Linked DNA regions of Zea mays: region 2 is linked to region 1. A link is a contact called in public Hi-C data. All regions are on one chromosome and are shown on one strand. The core of a region is the stretch at or near the end of the contact, and the rest is flanking DNA. Distances in the headings are between cores, read along the strand shown. Region 1 holds the start of LOC100280893 (chemocyanin). Region 2 holds the start of LOC100304216.

Region 1 (2,743 bases), core at 138-2,637:
TATAAAGCTATGGTCAATGTTATTTGAGCCTTTTGGCTACTTTTCATTGAAGACGTCCAATGGCTAGAATGATTTCTTGTGCTATAATTTATCACATAAGGATATACGGCTTTAGCTAATACACTAATATATATTGGGTCCATCCCGCATTTTTTTTAAATGTGGAATAAATAGGGTTTTTTAAATGTGGAATAAATAGGGTTCAACTCGGATAAAACAGGATCCCACAAGAAACATGATTCAGGGGATGGAATCTTTAGAGGATAGAGAAAAAATTAGGTATATAGGGATGACGTAGAGGGAACCGTTATGGATAGTCTGAGGTTGTGTTTACAATTCAACGTCATCCTCGCACCCAACATTGGAATCGTAATTTTTTATTTTTGTTTTGTAGAGCTTAAACAAGCACCACTTAGATCTTGTTCTAAACCTCTAAATTTAATAGTTAGACACTAAATTTAGCTGAGAATTTTAGAATGACTGAATGGGTCAGTCGTTGGACTAGCTAATTATTAATTATACTTCTCAACCTAACTTACAACTTATTAGCCATTAGCTCTCTATAGGTTTGGAATAGGGCGACGTATATATAACATCGAGTGAACACACAAACCGTATACCTTTATTGGTAGCAAGTACATCACTCGATCTGACCCTTCTTTATAGTGCCAGTCGCCAAACACCACCAAACAACTACTAACACGCCGCGCAGGTTATGAAGTACGGGACGACAGACGATATTATTGAACAACAAGGGCAGCACCGTCTAATTAGCTACGTGCTTTACTACTCCGTGAGCGCGGCGCTCTCCGCCGGCTGATTGGCCGCCCTGCAGTGCCTAGGCGGCGGTGACGGCGACCTTCATGCCGGCCTGGCAGTGGCCTGGGAAGCTGCAGATGAAGTAGTTGGCGCCGCGCCTCAGCGTGACGCGGTCGTTCCCGGTGGCGAGCGCCCTGGCGCCCTCGGGCGCGCTGCACGAGCTGTACCCCGCCGCGCTCACGGGCACCACGTTGTGCGCCCTGGCGTCGTACCTGAACACTGCATGAAGCCATGAACGCGCGCGCGCGTGCACACCATCAGAGGGTCAGATTAAGCTGGGCTACGTACGCAGCCATCCATGGAAAATGGGATGCATCACTGGTCACCGAGGACGTCGCCGGCGCGGAAACGCTTGCCGTTGGGCCAGCTGGCGGTGTTGAAGCTCCACCCGCCGCGGTCGCCGACCGTGTACACCGCCGACTCGGCGAACTCGCCGCGGAGGAGCGCGCACAGGAGGACCAGCGCCAGCGCGGCGGCGCTGCTGCCACTGCCAGTGCCACGAGCACTGCCCCTTACCTGAGCCATGGCGGCGCTCTAGCAGTGAGGCTATAGCTAAACTCTAGAAGTGAGCTGTAGAGCGCACCAAGAACCGCTTTTTATAGGCGAACCCAAGTACCCCTGCACACGACGATAACCAAACTCTCGTTTCTAGCGTATATAGTGGCCATGGCACGGTCAAATGGCCCAGGGACAAGCAAGCGCTTACGCCGTGTGAACTAACGCTACTGAATAGGAGTACATAGTTAGTTAGCTAGCCCCACAGTGACACCGATCGAGCTGCGAGCGAGGAAGCAAGCCATAGCCACCCCCACCCACTGACCAACGAGGACGAGAGAGGACGGGGGTGGGGAGCCACAAGCCTTGGAAAAACTTTCTTGTTGCGTTTATTGCAGTCCGCGTTCTTCAGCAGTTCCCGTTGGTGGGTGACTGGTGAGCGCCCTGACCCTCGCCGCGGACGGGAGGATGGACTGGCCTGGCACAGGATTTAAGGATGTGTTTGGTTACAATGACGAGATAGAATGAGATAGAACGATCTCAAATAAGTTTATTTGATTTAGGTTCAAGAGTTGAGACAGTGTTTTTCTTAATTATCCTTCAAAATTGAAAGGACGAGAGAGAACGTCAGGAGATCGACGTCTGTTCTAGCTGTCCCGCCGCACCATAAAGCAAGCAAACGCAGGTGTGCGGGAGCTAGCTAGACCTAGACCCGTGCGGTGCAAGTGGAACAAACGAGTCTTCAATTCTTCATACAGTAGTGTACTACACCACACTAGCTTGCTTGATCCATGTGCACCTGACTCTGTCCATAACTCCAGATAGGCGGGCCACCTTGACGAGCAGCAAACCTACGCGCCCTCGTCAGTGGTGGCGGACAGGATCATCAATGAATCTGGTTCGGGAGAAAGGAGGCTGGGCAACCTGAAACTGAAATGGACGGAACGGACCAAAGCGCGACATTCTTCAGATTATGCGGCCGATGATGCACCCCCGTGGTGCCACACTAGACACTAGTGCAAGGACGCTGGAAGTAAATTTAGCGACTTGGGGGTATTTTAGCGGCATCCAGATAGCAACCCGAGCCAGGAGATGGTTTGTTTATTTTGTCCATATATTGGAAGTTTTTTTTTCACTGTATGCCTCTAGTTAGATCTTATGGTATATGCTCATATCATAGAGGAGTATGCAATTAATGATGGTAAAAAGAAAAAGAAAATATCGAGAAGAGATTTGATCTGTTGCCAATTGTTTGCGCAATAATGAAAATGAGTCTACTAATGTTATGTTGGTATGCAAGTTATTGCAGTAATTACACGTTTTTTTAGAGAGACGATACATGTTTTGGCAATTCAAATCAAACGATCTGTTTGGACGAGATGGGATTGTTTTATTATATAAGGAAGTAGCCATAATAAAGCAGAGGTAT
Region 2 (2,738 bases), core at 69-2,568, 230 kb before region 1:
CTCGTAGAAAGATCCTGGCTGGTCGTACAACTTCGACGTGGGGAAGAAGGCCGTGCCCAAAACTCTCCACAGTGGCGACCGACGAGCATGCACGTGACGCCCAACGAGGAAGCAGGCCATGCCCAAAACTCTCCACAGTTGTTGTCGTGCTCTTGTGTGGGGAAGAAGGGAAGTAGGGGTATTTGCAAAAGAAACTCGCATCACAATTTGTAAAAATTGTGTCGACCGTCAGATATACATCGAAGAGTTAGGATCGCACATATGTGCATATGGCTGCTCATATGCATACGATACGGTTGCAGGTCTCCAGTAGTCCTGTAATTAATTATTCGAAGTATCCATACATACATAATTATTATATTATCATTTTTTATTGTAAGTGTTTATACAAAAAATATTTAGATAAATATTTAATAAGGGTAAAAATGACTTTCACGTGAAAGTTACCACCTTCAAAGGTCTTATATAGAGAACCAAACTAGTCATATACTCGTGCATTACTACGCTTTTATATATATATAATAAGATAAATTTTATTTTAGTAAAACACAAAATATACATTTTCTATTGGTTAGGTGGGTGTGAATATGGAACCAACAACTAATGTTCAAACACTCACTTTATACATAATTTCATCTTATTTTTTACATAAACTTTCCTAGTAGTAGAGAAAAAAACATAGGAGTACGAGTTGATTCTAAAGAAAGGTAGAGTATTTTTTTGAAAAATATTGACGCGAGACGACCGTTGGAACTGATGCTTTAATATAGTAGAGATTTATATCTAAAACCAAATAAAAAAGTTTATATTTTAAGGTCCAAGAAATTAACAAAAAATTAGGCCTAAGAATAGTAATGGATTTATTTCCTTTATAGGTCATTCCAATTCTCATATCACTAAACCAACTTATACCGGTGTCAAATCCAAATAATGGCTTATTCGGCTATTCAAATTCTGTGTGGATTGAAGTATATTAGAATGGATTGAAATGAATTTTGATTTGCTATAGATTTAAACTAACTCAATACTATTTAATCCAACTCAATACCATCAAATGAAAAACCTAAGGGCTAATTTGGTGATCTGGGATCTCGGAAGGATTGGAGGGGATTGAGGAGGAAATTAATTCATTTCCCTCTCAATCCACTACAATCCTCCCGGGATTCCCTTGTCACCAAATCAACCCAGGAATTGTCTCCTGTACGAACGAGACGACCTTTTCCTCCGTGTGCCTCTCGCTTTGGGCCAAGCATTCGCATAGCCCGCGCCGCAAGTATTCGCGGTCGCACAGGCTGGTCCAGTCCAACACTGGCCTCCCTGTTTCGATGCTGGCCACAAGCTCGCCCGGCCGCCCGGGGTGAGGATGACTGCCACTCCCACCGGGCTCCTCCGGCTCCACATCTGCCGTCGACCAAACCCGCCCTGCTAAATACTCGCTCCCTACAGCTCTCCTCGCAATTAACACCTCCGTTAGCACGAGCTGCAGGGAGGGAGTTGGGAGGAGAAACAGAGCTACCGGGGCGATGGGCACCGTGCTCGATTCGCACTTCCTGGCGCTCACCGCCATCGTTACTGTAAGTGCCCCGTTCCCCTCCTCCCTTCTCCCGGTTCTCAGTAAGGCTTCGAGTTTTGATCCCTTGTTACGTTCTCTGTGCTTCCGGTAGGTGGGGTACCAGCTGCTGTTCTTCATCATCACAGCTCTCCTCCGGTTCGATAAGGTCACCGATTTCGCAGGTAAAAACTGACTCAGCCGCTCTTGATACTGGAATGGGTAATGGGTTGCCATGACTGTCCCTTGTATAGTTGTACTAGTAGGGCGCAATTGCTAACAGAATTCCAGTAGTGAATGTGAATTTACGGAGTGTTTAGTTTGGGAAATCGACCCATTTTCATTCTAGACAAGTTGAAGCATCGTGAGTTAATTTGTTAAATTTAATGAAATGTCCTTATTTCTCATACTACTACTAGTTATTAACTCGTAAGGAACGAGCTGGTGATAGATCAACTCATTTTATTCCATAAAAAACTAAAGAGTGAGATGATGATGGACCACTTCATTCCATAAACCAAACACCGTTCATTCCTGCTGATGCTTAGAGGATAAATTCTTGTCCTTGTTATTTCCCCCCCAGAGTTTAGTTTAGATAACGGTTAGTGAAATTGGTTATTAACTTCTTTGACTCAGTTTGTGTGGCAGTTGTTGCTCCAAGCCTCCAAAAACCCAACCTATCCCCTGAACTGTATTATACTCATCCAATTCCAAATTACAAGACGATGACTTATATAGCATACATTAGGGCATGTACAACCCCATTTAATATGGGGTCTCTAAGGGCTTAAGTGAAAAAATACAAGAGCGAAGAGCCCGTATCTTCATGACTTTCCATACACGTTGTCTCTTATCTGCATTGATGATCTAAGGTGTCAGGGTTGTACCATGTAATCTTTTAGTCGTCTCTTATACTTGGAAAACTGAACTTGTGTCTCCGGGTTGTACATGCCCTTATGTCAAGATACATTGTCAAAACAACCTTTCTAGAAAGAAGAAAACGTTTTACAATTGGGGATTGGGGAAGTTGTTTTCTCGCTTGTTTTTGGGAATCCTCTTGCAGGCTTGTTCGGTTACTCCCTAGGCAAGGTTTGTCTGGTGCAGGGAACTCCCTATTCGATTTTGGGTGTTTGGGAACAAGATCGATGCCTGGTAGGCATTGAACCAGATAGCCTCCTTGTCTGTTATA

What was found. Hi-C and Micro-C count contacts between places; a contact is called where the count stands out from the background.
Region 2: a contact with region 1 is called in a Hi-C map of ear, with 2.4 times the contacts expected there. The contact joins the promoter of LOC100304216 here to the promoter of LOC100280893 in region 1. A contact is called at or near these places in 2 of 25 Hi-C or Micro-C datasets (ear and leaf).

The regions. Positions count from the first base shown.
Region 1 is chr5:11,996,181-11,998,923 of Zm-B73-REFERENCE-NAM-5.0, reverse strand. LOC100280893 (chemocyanin) reads right to left here and starts at 1,387. Exons shown (of 2, transcript NM_001153813.1): 1 at 1,146-1,387; 2 at 601-1,038. The coding sequence starts at 1,344. The coding sequence ends at 839.
Region 2 is chr5:12,223,930-12,226,667 of Zm-B73-REFERENCE-NAM-5.0, reverse strand. It overlaps LOC100304216, which reads left to right and starts at 1,318. Exons shown (of 9, transcript NM_001165666.1): 1 at 1,318-1,574; 2 at 1,665-1,734. The coding sequence starts at 1,524.